2 separate regions of the Bos taurus genome follow, and region 2 is linked to region 1. Evidence: chromatin contacts called from public Hi-C data. All regions are on one chromosome and are shown on one strand. The core of a region is the stretch at or near the end of the contact, and the rest is flanking DNA. Distances in the headings are between cores, read along the strand shown.

Region 1 (7,096 bases), core at 13-2,512:
GAAGCAAGCAAGCAATAATCCTGTGAGGTTCATGCCTCCTTTTTGCAGATGAGAAACCTTAGGCTTAGGTTGGTTATCTCTCAGCTGGTAAGCATCAGAGGCCGAATCCAAATCCTTCCCCACTCCAGGTCTGCACCCCACAACCACACAGGAGCTGTGACCATGCAACAGTTTCCAAATTGCAAGATGGGACCTTTCATCCAACCATAGGAATGAATAATTGAGTCAGCACTCATGGTTGCTGTGGTCACAGGGTGGGGAGCCCCTGAAGGTACAGTTGAGGGCACTTTCCCCACCTGGGGACTCTTTAAGGGGACTCCAGGCTTCTCCCCAGGTGAGAAGCTGCAAGGCTTAGGAGTGCCAGGGCCAGTCCAGCCCGTGTCCACTGAGGGCCTCCTGCTTTGGGGTCAGACCTCAGAGGAGGGGTGCTGCCCAGCTCCCCTTTCAGGATGGTCACAGTGAGGCTGGCTCTGGGAGCATCAAAAAAGCAGGTCTCCTTTCCCCCAACCAAACTGAGGCTTGACTTTGACCTTGAGGGCAGTAGCTGTGACCCCAGTCCCTGACTAAGCCTCTCCAGCCAGGCACCTGGTTGTCAGTCGTGTCCGACTCTTTGTGACCCCATGGACTGCAACACGCCAGGCTTTCCTGTCCTTCACCAACTCCTGGAGTTTGCTCCAACTCATGTCCATTGAGTCGGTGATGCCATCCAACCATCTCGTCCCCCTTCTCCTCCTGCCCTCAATCCCTCCCAGCATCAGGGTCTTTTCCAATGAGTCAGTTCTTCGCATCAGGTGGCCAAAGTATTGAAGCTTCAGCATCAGTCCTTCCAATGAATATTCAGGGTTGATTTCCTTTAGGATTGACTGGTTTGATCTCCTTGCAGTCCAAGGGACTCTCAAGAGTCTTCTTTAGCACCACAGTTTGAAAGCATCAATTCTTTGGTGCTCAGCTTTCTTTATGGTCCAACTCCCACATCCATGTATGATTACTAGAAAAAACATAGCTTGAATCCTAAGTCATTGTGAACTCCCTGCTCCCAACCCAGGACACACGGCCAGAGGCTCTGTCTATACGGGCTGTTGGGTGAGGCCCCTCCTGCCTCTCCATGCATGCAGCCAGGATGGGAGAGACTGCTTGGACATCCCTGGCTGCATCCACAGAGGCAGGAGGGGAAGGTTGCCCGCAGTCCCAGCCTTCAGAGCCCAGTGTTACACCGACACCCTCTGGCCCAGCCCCCACGCACTTTGCACTGAGGTTCTGCAGCCCAGAGCGGGGCGTGGCTTCCCTGAGGTCACCCAGAGAAACTGGATTGGCACCAGGGTTTCTGACCCAGAGCCCAGTGTTTTTTCCATCGCTCAGAAACTCCCCCAGCTGATTTCCAGAGCTTCCTGAGTGCTGGTGCAGAAGGACACCTGGAGGTCCTTGTGCAGACTTAAATCGGGGCCTGGCTGAGGGACAGGGAGCAGGGACCAGCTGCTGGCCTGCTTGGAATAGCTGGAGAAGTGGGATCTGGGCTGTAGTCAGGTCTGATTTAATTAGGCAGAGGCGGGCTCCTGATTAAAGGCTGCGCCTGCCAAGCCAAAGAATTCAAGCTTAAGAGCCAGGAGTGCCCCGGCCCCCGCCACAAGCAGGAGCGGGCACCTGGGAAGCCCACAGGGCCCCGCGATGCCAAGGGCGGGCGCCTCGGGGTCCGGGGGCACGGGTCACCCCCTGCTGGCTCATGGCACATGCCACCGCTGTGTGTCCACGCAGGGCAGGGTTGTGGCCACAGGAATCGTGGTGGGCAGGTGGGGAGGGGGAGCAGAGGGAGATGGAAGTCTTGGTTCCGAATCCTCCAGCAGTAGATCTGAGGAGAGGACTGAGCCCAGGCAACTTATTTGGGAGAAGAGACCAGCGAGGGAGTGAGGAGAGGCGGGAGAGGCCAAGCAGCTGCAAGTGAAGCATCAGCACAGCTACCCTGGGTGCTGGGACCCACTGCCGGGCCTTCCTCAGGTGCTCCCTTCTCCTGTGTGCCCTCCCGCAACCCACCTCCAAACAGCAGGGGACACAGCTTCCCTGAAGGCCTTCCCTGAAGGCCACATGGTCTTCCCTGTGCTTAGGAGTACTTCCGGGAGTGTCCCTGTGGCCTGTCACTGGGAAGGCTTGGTCTCTGTTCCAGCCACAGCTCCCTCCCCTGCCCCAACCTGCTCCCCTGCCCCAACCTCCTCCCCTGCCCCAGCCCCCTCCCCTTCTCCAGCCCCTCCCCTTCCCGCACCTCCTACCCCTCCCCAGGCCCCTCCCCCTCCCCAGCTCCCTCCCCTTCCCACACCTCCTACCCCTCCCCAGCCCCCTCCCTCTCCCCAGCCCCTTTCCCCTGCCCCAGCCTTTGCATCTGCCCTCAGGTTCTCCTTTAATCCTCTCTTCCTCAAGAGCCCTCCCTTTCTTTCTTTCTCCACTTTAGCATCCTTATCCCTTTCTTCAGAGCTCTTAACCCAGTTTATCACTTGGCTTTATCCAGTTGTTCATTGTCCTCCCTGGGGCGGGGGATGAGTCCTGTCTTACTCAATGCTGCAAGCCCCAGGGCCTGGCACATAATTGTCTTTCAGTCGCCAAGCCAAGTCCTATCCAGCTCTTGGCGACCCCATGGACTGCAGCACGCCAAGGCTTCCCTGTCCTCCACCGTCTCCGGGACTTAGCTCAAGTCCTGGCACCAAAGAGGCGCTGGCACATTCTTGCTTTGGACGGTGGAGCTGCTGCAGGGAATCAATCACAGGAAAGAGCAGCTGCAGGGAAGGTGGGCGAGCACCACCCCACCCCGGCTGTGGGCTCCGGGACTAGGCCCTGTGTCGCTAAGCACTGAGGTTCTGGAAGCAGAGTGGAGATGACCATGACTGTAAGTCTGCTTCATGCCTGAGGGCCACCCTGGCTAAACACTCAGGAGGGCCTGCGAGGAGGGGCCAGTCCCCTGCAGCCCTCTTCCTAGCAGGGCGGGCCTGGCCAGTACACCTGGGACAGTCATTGAGTATGAGATGGCCAAGCAGGCTGGGTGTAGATGCTCATACCAGGAGGGCAAGGGGAACTTGGAGAGGGAGCTAGCTAGCCCCCCTGCAGGGAGGGGGCGCGAGGTGGGCAGGGAAGGCCACCAGAGTGAGCCAGCCTCCGCCTGGACTTGGATGCTGGGGGAGGGTTCAGAGACAGATTGGGAGGGAGACATCTGGGCTGAGGGAGGCTTCCAAGCAGGGGCGTTAGGCAGGGGTGGGGGTTTGGGGGGGGTGGGTGTGGCATGAGAAGACCAGAAGAGACTGAAAAGATGGTGATGGAAAAGATGGAAAAGGCTTAGGAGTGAGCCGACACCCAGTTCAGATCTGAGCTCTTTGTGCCTCAATTTCCCCATCTTGACAATGGGGCTAATGATAGAAGCTTCTTCTTAGAATGGCACTTGAAATGATGTGTCTGAAGCACATCAAGAGGAAAGTAGTGAAGGTGTTAGTCGCTCAGTCGTGTCCGACTCTTTGAGACGCCATGGACTATAGTCCGCCAGGCTCCTCTGTCCGTGGGATCCTCCAGGCAAGAGTACTGGAGTGGGTTGCTGTTCCCTTCTCCAGGGGATCTTCCCAACCCAGGGATTGAACCCAGGTCTCCCGCATTGCAGGCAGTTTCTGTCCCATCTGAGCCACTAGGGAAGCCCAGAGCACATCAAACCGTGCCCAGATGGTAGTTCTGAGCTCACACGTGACCTTGTTCTCAGGGGACACGGCAAAGGAGGTGGTGAGATGCTGTGGCCAGGTGGGGGAGGAGAGAGACGCACTTGGCGGGATGATGGCCCAGACAGAGGACGGAGCACGGGAGGCCCAGGCCATCCTCGTCAGCGGACAGAAAACGCACTGAGGCACGGGCGGGCTCTGCCCATCGAGACTGCTCTAGCCCTCTTGTATTTTACACAAACTAACACCCGCGCTTGCTCTGTGTGTGTGTGGGGGGGGTGGTAGTCACTCAGTTGTGTCCAACTCTTTGTGACCCCATGGACTGGAGCCTGCCAGACTCCTCTGTCCACACGATTCTAACCCATCTATAATTATCGGGGAAGACCTCCTGAAGGAAGTGGCATTTTCCACTGGGCTTTACTGGAGGGGAGGGCAGAGACCCACGATCTGCCTGCGGGACAACTCAGGATCACAGCACAGCTCGGGCCAGTCCCTCAGAACCAGCCAGCAGCCCTTAGCCCGGTTGCCAGTCGTCAGGGCTCTGTGCCCACTCACTTAGCAAACGCCAGCGGTGCCCAGCCCTGTGCGAGGCCTGGAGCAACATCACAGTTCCTGCCTCAAGGAGCCTACATTGGGGGCGAGGAAGCAGCGCAGGTATTAATAGTAAGAGCTACAAAGGAGAAGAGAGGGTGCCGTGGTAGGCTGGGTTTGGGGGTGTCGGGAATCAGCACTGGGCCGGGCGCTGGAGGAGGGAAAGGAGAGAAAAGTCAGAGAGGGAGGCAGAGCCCAGGACAGTGTCAGCTCAGTGTCACGGTCCCCAGAACTTAGGGACGCTCCCTTGAGAGAAGCAGCCTCTGTGGACACTGTCAGCTGGCCCCAGACGCAGCCAGGCCGTCCTGGCTCCGCGGAGCCCTGAAGGCTCACTTCAGCTGCAGAGCCTCCGAGAAGTGGCAGGGCACGTGGCCTGGGCAGCAGATGAGGGGCCTTGAGGATCAGAAACCACTGTGCCTCCAAGCCCAGGCGGTCATGAACGCTCGCCACGGGTCACGTCGGGCTTCCTCTTCCTCACAGCTGTGCTCACACCGAGCTGAGGCTGTGATAACAGAGTGTCTAGAACTTGGTGGCCTTTTGGTATTTCTGGCTCTGTAGCTTCGTTTTGCTTTGCTCTTCCCACCTACTCCTAACTAGCTTATCTGGCTGAATTTTATAGGTGTCCTTATCGACCACAAGATGCTGAATGATCTGAGTGCTAGACTAAGGCCACTTGGGCTCGCATGCTGTGTTACCTTGGGCAAGTGACATGCCCTCTCTGATCCTCCATTTCTCTTCTGTAAAGTGGGAGAAATAAGAGAACCTACCACACATGAGGGTCAAATGAGCTGATGTGTGTCACGAGCTTAGTTTGGTACCTGGCATAATGTGAATGCTTGGAAAAACATGACATTCTTGTCAGCCGTGGTGAAAGTGAAGTCGCGTCCAACTCTTTGCGACCCTATGGACTGTAGCCCACCAGGTTCCTCCGTCCATGGGATTCTCCAGGCAAGAATACTGGAGTGGGTTGCCATTTCCTTCTCCGGGGGATCTTCCCGACCCAGGGATCAAACCCAGGTCTCCTGCATTGCAGGCAGACGCTTTAACTTCTGAGCCACCAGGGAAGCCCAATAACAATAATAATAACAATATAACAGATAACAGATAATACCAATAGCAGTAGCAATAATAGTACGCCTCTCCCTCCCGCCTTGGAGAGGAAGGCCTCACTCGGGGTGGGGTGGCCTGACCCCCTCCCTCCATTCCCCCTCCCATTTCCCACCATGCCCTGGGGTCCGAGGGCTCCCGCCTGCTCCAGGGCCTCCGGGGACTTGTTGGTGACGTCAGTATACACAGAGGCTGGAGGAGGTGGCCCAGGGCTGGCCCACTGGGAGCTGCCTTGGCTGTCCTGCTGAATGGTGACTTTGCTGTAGTGGAGCCAGGCTGACCCAGAGGAGAGAGAGCAGGTTCGGTGCTGACAGGAAGGCTGGTTGGGGGAGGGCTGGAGCGGGAAGCCAGTACTCAGGGCTCCCAGGCTGCCCCTCCAGCAGCTAGGAGGACCCTGGCCTGGCCGGGGCCAGGAGCTGGAAGCCTCTGGGCAGAAGTCATGTGGGGCCCAGTCTAGCACCCTGATTATTTCAGTCAAGGAAACTGAGGCACAGACAGGGCTGCTGTCCCCTAGGTCTCGTGAACCCCACGCTGGGTGGTCCAGCTTGGTGTCTTTAATTTTAATTAGGTTGCTCAAATGGTAAAGAATCTGCCTGCAATCTGGGAGACCCAGCTTCAATCCCTGGGTTGGGAAGATCCCCTGGAAAAGGACATGGCAACCGACTCCAGCATTCTTGCCTGGAGAATCCCACAGAGAGAGGAGCCTGGCGGGCTACAGTCCATGGGGTCGCAAAGATCTGGACACAACTGAGTGACTAACACTTTCACTTTTTCAAGGTTAGAAATTTAGTTCTTGGGGAGTCCCCTGATGGTTAGGCTAATGGGCTTTCAATGCCAGGGCCTGGGTTCAGTTCCGGGTCAGGGAATCCCGTAAACTATAAAATCCCATAAACTATATGGCGTGGTCAAAAAAATAATAATAATTAGTTCTTGGATCACATTAGGCAGCTCCTAAGTGCTCGACAGCTACGGTGGCCACCGTACTGGGCACTGCGGGTGCCCTTTCCATCAGTGATCACAGGGAATTCCATCAGGCAGCTCCAGGTAGGGCAGTACTAGGTGTCGGGGGCCAAACTGGGACACTCGGGGCCATCGGAGGTCAAAAATCAGTGGGCTTTCTGAACAAGCTGGCCCTCCCCAGGCCGTGGAAGGTTGTGAGAAACTAGAGACGGCTGGAGGTGCGAGTGATTCCTGTGGGCCCAGACAACCATGAGTTTGCGGCTGTGCTTCCTCGTTGCTAGCTGTGTGGCACCAGGCAAGTTACTTAAGCGGTCTGAGCTTCATCTGTAAAAGGGGCCTAAGGCACCTGCCCCAGGAACAACATCAAGCAGCTGTCACAGGGCCGGGCACGGCTGAGTGCGCGGTGTTCACACATTTGTGATACAGAGTTCTGGAAAACCTGGGAGACGGTTCTCTCGCTGTCTCAGGTGACCATGCAGGCTCCGAGACCCCCTGCCCTCCTAGGCTGTGCAGGTGGGCCAGGCGCCTGCGAGAGGCTCGGGGCCCTCCTCTGAGCATTCTTTCCCACAGCGGCCAAGGTAGGAACAGGCACAGCTGGGCCTTGGACGGGCTCCTGGGCCTCCGTGGGAAGCAGGAAGCCATTGGCCCAAGCTCCCAACTTTCCAACCTCGGCTCCAAATTAGACCAGGGCTGGGGAGTGCGGGGCCCACAGCCAAGGAGCAAGCCGGAGGTGTACTCAGCAGTGGGCCCCCGGT
Region 2 (7,107 bases), core at 778-3,277, 150 kb before region 1:
TGCTGAGGCTGGAGTTCCAACACCTTGGCCACCTAATGCAAAGAGCTGACTCATCGGAAAAGACTGTGATGCTAGGAAAGACTGAAGGCAAAAGGAGAAGGGGTAGCAGAGGATGAGATGTTCAGATAGCATCACTGACTCAATGGACATGAATCTGAGCAAACTCCGGGAGACAGGGGAGGACACAGGAGCCTGGCATGCTGCAGTCCCCGGGGTCACAGAGTCGGACATGACTCAGCAACTGAACAACAATAATAATGGACATTCCCAGGTGGCTCAGAGCTAAGACTCTGCCTGCCAAGCAGGAGATGCAGGTTCGATCCCTAAGTCAGTAAGATCCCCTATAGAAGGAAATGGCAACCCAGTGCCCCAGTATTCTTGCTGGGATAATCCCATGGACAGAGAAGCTTGGCAGGCTACAGTCTGTGGGATCACAGAGTCGGACACAACTGAGCATGCAACGGACATTTTATTACATACTGTCTTCATGGTGTCCCTGTTTCTCGAGTGTACTTTCTTCTCTTTGAGTGAAGGGACAAGCATTTGTCAACTGGATTCAGTCTTTAGTTCCACAAACATCACCTGAATTCTCTCACTCTCTCTCTTTTGTTTTTTAATGCCCTGTAAAGGAGCACAGAATAAGTGCTCAATCAAGCCTAAACTTCTAGAATTTTAGAGAAGAAATTAAAAAAAATATTTTTTAAATGTCAATATCCATACATGATAATTATGAAAAACAAAACAAAAAACCCCCTCAAAATGGTCTCCAAAGGAGTAACTACTGCTAGGAGTTTGGAATGTATGTAGGGACAAGTCTTAAAAGACCATCTAGTTCAGCAGCCCCATTTCACAGAAAACTTTAAAATGACTCTAATGCCTGTGGTATTAAGTGATTTGCTCCAGGTCAACTAATTAGATAGCAGCATCCTTTGGTGTCCTAGCACCCTTCTTCAAGAAAGCTGGAAGGATAATAGGCTACTCTGTACCAAGCAGTTGTGTGAACAGTCTTAGAACTTGGAATCTACATGAGTTCTGACAGTACAGAGAAAAAAGTATTAACACAGTTAGAACTCTTGGCCTCCATTTCAGATGCTTGGCATTGCTCCACAGTCACAAAGTTTATTGTGATTGTGAACAATAGGATTAATTGTGAAGACACTACTTTAAATATTTGAAATTAGAATGGAAAAATGCTGGAAACAGTTGGGGGTGGCGGGTGGGGTGTAAATTGAATTAAATAGTAATTGTGTCCCAAGTCCAGGGATGGACAAGTGACTTGAACAGTAGGTTTTCTAAACCAGAGGGAGAGGTGGTGAGAAAGTCAGAGTCTGGGGCCAGTGATGAGCTGGTCCCCAACTCAGTGGTGGATTTTCCCTTCCCTCCTCCCCGACCTGGAGGAGAGGGTTCCAGGGAAGCCTTAGGCTTAAAGGCAGGAGTGTTATCGTCTTGTAACCTCACTGGTGAATGATATCACAGATTGGTTATCCAGGCTCAGATCGATAAGCGACTCAGGCAGTGGATCGATCACATTTCCGGGGAGAATATACCCTTTGTGACCCGCAGGGGGGCAGGTGGTTTATCAAAAGAGGCTCTGGCTTGAAAGGTTTAATGCCGCCTACTTTCCCAGTCCTTGTCTCCAGCTCAGAGGGCCTGAGCGAAAACGGTGGGGTAATAAACTACTTTTCATGAAAGAGCTCTGGGGGATAGGAGTGGGAGGGGGCCGTAAAGGTGGGGGCCGAAAGGCACAAATCCGCTCCCAGACCGAAAGCCGGGGCGGGGGCGCTCTGGGTTCATTCCCCCTCGCCCCTCCTCCCTCCGAAGCCACCCCGAGTTTCAGTGCCTGGCCAAGTCGCCCAGCGCCGCGCCAGGCCGCTGGCCGCGCTCTCTGCGCGGTGGGGGCGCGCGGGCCCGCTCCGGCCTCTCCGGCCGGGCTGCAGCCCCCCTCCCCGTCGCCCCGAGCCCCTCCCCCGGGCCCGGAGCCCCTCCCCGCGCGCTTCCCCTCTCTCCCCTCCCTTCCCTTCTCTGCCTGCCCGGCCCTGCCTCCGCCTCCTGCGCCCGCAGCCTCCGTCAGCGCCGAGCCCCCCGGAGCCGGAGCGCAGAGAAGGGGCGCCGCCGGCCCCTCCCTAGCGCGCTGACAGCAGGCTCCGGGGCCCCCGCCCCGTCCCCTCGCCGGCGGGACACACCCCCGCCCCTCCTCTGCTCCGCCAGTTCCCGCCGGACCCACCGGGCGGCGGAGAGAGCGGGCGGGCGAGCCGGAGAGCTGCGGCGGCGCGGGAGGGAAGGGGAGCGCGGCAGGCCCACGGGGAGCCGCCCGGGCGCACGGAGCCCGCGTGCCCTCTGAACAGCCCCCGTCCAGCGGCTGTACCTGTGGGCTTGGGGAGCCCGGGCAGCGGCGCGCCGGCCCGAGGTAGCTGGGGAGACCCGGGAACCCGGGAAGCGGGACAAGGAGCCGGGGCCGGACCGGGATGAGAAGGTGACGCCGCCGGGGGGCGCCACTCGCTTTGTGGGGGAAGATGCTCGCCTACTGCGTGCAAGATGCCACCGTGGTGGACGTGGAGAAACGGAGGAACCCCTCCAAGCACTATGTGAGTACGCCCCCACGACTCCTGCGGGAGGCTGGCCAGGAACCCCCTGAGGGCCCCTGGGTGGCCCCTCAGCCCTCTCCGTGTTAAGTCCCGGAGCTGAGCGCCTACAGGGCAGCCTTTGGCGGTGGGGTCTCTTGGCAGGGCTGTGATCTCCAGGGAACCCTTTTCTGACCTTCCTCCACTGCTCCCCCCCACCCCCCCGCCCCACGCCCGTTTTCTTTTTTTGGCATTGGAATTGGCAAGTGGCTGCCCTTGTCTGTTACAACGGTGAAGTCATCTGTCCGCCTGAGCTTTGATGGATGGTGGGGGGAACGTTCTTCAAACCCTTGCTGGGAAGCTCCGTTGGGAAAGAGCATCTTCCCGGCCCTCCCTGGGGGCTCGGGTCGCTCAGGCGCACGCAGATCGAGATGCTTTCAGAGGTTACCCTGGGGACGGACGCCTTGCACGAGCCTCCTACTTGTGCCCTGGTCTCTGTCTCCCCAGGCTTGGGTCTGGGGGGCCGAGAGAAGCCGCCGCTTCTGCCCTACCTCCACCCTCAGCCCTGAGCTTTGATTACCTTCTTAAAGCCCTCGTGTCGGTCGGTGTGAGGAAAATTGTGGCTTTTCCTTTTATCCCTCCTCTGGACGTGACCCTTAACCGGGGTTCATGTCCTCTTAAGTGATGCTCCGTCTCCGACACGAGGAGGGAAATGTTTGCTGTGGTCTCTGAGGAGCGGCCGGCTGCCCCTCCCCCTGCCTTCCCAGACTTAATGAGAAGGGGCTAAGGTTGACCGAGCCGAGCTGGGGGCCAGTAGGACGCGACGCCCCTTCATCTCAGCCCATCCCGTCTTCCCATCCTTCCCACCTTAGGAAGTAAATGGTGTCCTTGGCTCCCGAGGCTGCCAGTCCTAGCAGCTTTGCTCCTGTTCTTGAGACAGAAGAGACAGCAAGGACTGCATCTTATTTGCAAATTAGGCATTTAAAGGAGCATTTAGAATGCTCAAAGCATTAATTTTCACAATTAAAACAGGCTGTGGGTTGCTGCCCTAGACAGCACATTGATCTCTGCCTTTTATTTCCTTGTTGGAAGGGGACTGGATTTGTGCTAATGTCAGCCTCGGGCTACTCTTTCTGTCTTTATCCCCAATAGCTCTGATCTTCGGGTTTCTTTTTAGTGGAATAAATGAGCTTGGACTCAGGTTGGGGAGGAGGTGAACCAAGGAGTCTGGTTCCTGAGGGGACGGAAAGGTGGGTGCTGGTGGGAGGGTTCATCCTTTCCTATCACTGGCCCAGCAGGCATCCCCCCGCCCTGCCCTTTTGAGAAAGCTGTCTTTGGAGGATTTGGGTTCCCATGTGGTCGTCCTCCTCTGAGGCAGATGTCCATTGGCATATCCCAGCCCTTATTATGAAGTCAGCCTTCCTAACTTCTTTTCTCTAATGTTGCAGTTTTAGGGCTTCTTTTCTAGTCCTCAGGTAAGGTAGGCACTGCTTTCAACAGATGGCACTCTCTGTGGATCTTAGGTGAAACATCAGACCTTAGCTATGACCAGTGATGTCCAAGGTTACATACAGATGTGGAACACACTAGCCAGGAGCATTGCTAAAGGGCCTAGGGGCCCGCTGCGAGCAGTGTTGAGAGGTGGTTAGTGCTGAGGCTTTGAGTGAGAGGCTCTCGTTCAAAGCCTGGCTCACATACTGAGTAGCTGTGCAACTTTGGGCAACTTACTGAACCTCCATGTACCTCAGTTTCCTCATTTTTCAAATGAGGATAATAGTAGTATCTACTTCATAGGATTGTCTGGAGAATTATATGAGATCATCCATGCAAAGCACTTAGTGCGGTCCTGGCACATAAGGCACTCATTAGATGGTAGCTTATGATTGGCATGATTCTGACTAAGAAAGCACTTTTGAAAAGCAGCTATTAATGGTCTGGCAAGAAGGAAGAAAGATTTGGGGTTTTAAGATTGCTAATAACTTGTTCTCTGTGAAAAATACAAAAAAAAAGTCCCGTCCAGTTCCATCGACATGATCATTTCCTCCCTTTTCATGGACAGTGTTTTCTGGGATGTGTCCGCTTCCCTTGTTAAGAATCAATGATGCTATATGTGGGCCGGGAGTGATGTCACTGAGCAGACGGGAGCATACAGAGCCCTGAACGCAGGTTGTGGAAAACAGCTAAAAGAGACAGTGTTGTGTGTTATGGAACTGTGGAGCTGGCAGGGACCTGAGGACTCCTGAGACTCCACCCGTTATTTTACAGACAAGGAAACTGAGAACCGGTTGGGGTAGAGTCGCTTGTGACACAGCAAGTCACAGCACCTTGGTCTAACTGGCCTTCTGCCCATCATGTTTGTTGGGTTCATCTAAGCGCCCTGGAAGGCTGGTTGGGGTTGCTGAGGAAGACAAATATCTGGTCATAGCAAGAGGTTCCTGCATGTGCGGGGCATTAATGCATCAGGAGAGGGGGCTGATAGTAGAATGTGTCGATGGGGCCAACAGGGCAGGAGAAGCCAGGCGGGGAGGCAGCACCTCTGAAGCCTAGGGTCGCCTCCTCCCTTGGCCTCTGCAAGGCCGACACCACACACCAGAAGGTCAAGTGTTCTGGCCAAGGCACTTTGGTGTGGGTAGCTGGCAGGACACACTGCGCCCGTGTCATGTATGTCCTGGAAGCCGTTCTGCACTGTAGAAGCTTGCCCTCTTCCCACCTCTCCTGGTGAGGTGATGGTGAATTCTGAGTCTGCAGTTTGGCAAATTGCAGAGCTGAGCGGCTTTATGGGATATGCACGTTAGCCGGAGCTAGCTGATGAGAGGCCTGGGGCCCAAGCAGGAGGGGCTCTGCCGGCTCCAGAACGCTGGGAACACACTGCAGAGGTCTTCTCAGGACATCCAGCCAAAGGCAGGCTTGTCTCTGGGATGGGTGTGGAGCCGCCTAGATACCAAGGGTCTTGTGTTTTGGCCTGTTTATGAAAGGGCAGGCAGGTGACCTGCATCATTTGGGTGGTACTGTCAGCCCTTGGCTTCCTTCCTCTCTGCCAAGGCCTTGCTTGGGATGCTAGGAGGGAGGAGTGTTGGGGGAGGTAGGCAGCTGCTGCTTAGACCAGGCTCCATGCCTGGAGTTGGGCTCCTCTCTCAGCTGTTATGAGCTGTCCCTGGAGAGACCTTAGGTAAACTGGCTTTGGCCTCAGACCACTTGTCTTTCAAACGGTCCTAATGACGCTGGATGCAAACTGCAGTTACCTTTGACAACTTTCCATAAGGATGTGAGCTCTGGTTCACATTCTTTGCACCCACACGCATGTGTAGGTGTAAGTCAAGTCATATGGTGTTGGAGAGGAGCTGGCGCATCTAAAGCAAACAAGAAATTATTTGTTTGGATTTGAGAGGCATTGTGCTTTCGCAGTCATTTCCTCTCCTGATTGTTTATTTCAGACAAATACCAGTCGTGAATGTTCTGATCCTCTACAGGACTCTTCAGGGAATGCAACTAATAGCCAGTGTGAGCAGTTACTGTCATTGGTGCCAGATGCTCAATGTGTAAGATTTCATGTGATTCCTACAGTCCATGCAAAGTCTTTGATTTCTTTATACAGATGGGTGAGCTGAGACGTGGAGAGGTGAGAAGTTGCTCAGGGTCTCCCAGTTAGAGATGTGGGTCCACTCAGGTCACTTCACCTCCAGAGGAAGATACGAACCTACAGTGAGGCCCTTCTCCTCCACTGGAGTTGGTTGTGGAGACCAGGCTCAGATTTACAGGACAACGAGAGAGCAATCCCAGGGGGTGTTTGAGAACTCACTCACTATGTGGGACCTGGTGTCACAGAGGAGAGCATGTGACAGGCAATGGGGGGAGGTCACTGTGAGGCAGGGGATTAGAACAAACCCAAGATGATGTCTGCTCTCCAGTGATGTCTGAGCTGATAAATGAAGGATCCACCCTGGAGAAATAATACATTCTCCTGTGTGTTTAGAGCATCGCAGATTTGGGGCTTGGTCCTGGGAGCTACATTTTTAGGAATTGGGCATAGACCCATTCATTTCTCTGCCTTTCATTTTTTTTCCTTAAGCCCTTAGACTGTGGATCCAGCCCCAGGGGAAGAAGGATGTGCAGCTGCAGTATGGACAGGGTCTTCTCAGGCCAGTCCCACTGTAGAATTACTGGTGTTGGGCAGTTCAGGGTTTGAATCTTGGCTCTGACTCTTCCTGGGTGAGCAGCCTGGAGCCAGCCACTCTGGGTCTCAGTTTCCTCACCTGTAACCTTACAAGGATTTTAGAAAATTGATCTGAGATAATTTGGGGGCAAAGCTTCTACTTTTAGTGTCTTACCTCGTGGCGCTAGTGGTAAAGAGTCCCCCTGCCAATGCAGGAGACAGAAGAGATGTGGGTTCACTCCCTGGGTCGGGAAGATCCCCTGGAGGAGGACATGGTAATCCACTCCAGTATTCTTGCCTGGAGAATCCCATGGACAGAGGAGCCTGGCAAGCTACAGTCCATAGGGTCACAAACAATTGGACACGACTGAAGGAAGTACCTGGCGCCCATCA

Evidence for each region. Hi-C and Micro-C count contacts between places; a contact is called where the count stands out from the background.
Region 2: a Hi-C map of blastocyst shows a contact between it and region 1, with 4 times the contacts expected there. The contact joins the promoter of SH3PXD2A here to the enhancer-like site in region 1. A contact is called at or near these places in 4 of 11 Hi-C or Micro-C datasets (blastocyst, liver, skeletal muscle and 1 more).

What each region holds. Positions count from the first base shown.
Region 1 is chr26:24,258,842-24,265,937 of ARS-UCD2.0, reverse strand. The region is part of intron 5 of SH3PXD2A (SH3 and PX domains 2A); the gene reads left to right. Among named protein-coding and RNA genes, the nearest start is that of SH3PXD2A, 150 kb to the left of the region's middle. Within about 2 kb of position 1,262, at least 5 of the 102 cell types and tissues checked have an H3K27ac peak or open chromatin away from gene starts, as enhancers often do. A contact at or near this core is called in blastocyst and liver, where this site is marked.
Region 2 is chr26:24,405,513-24,412,619 of ARS-UCD2.0, reverse strand. SH3PXD2A (SH3 and PX domains 2A) reads left to right here and starts at 2,027. Exons shown (of 13, transcript XM_059882031.1): 1 at 2,027-2,585. The coding sequence starts at 2,514.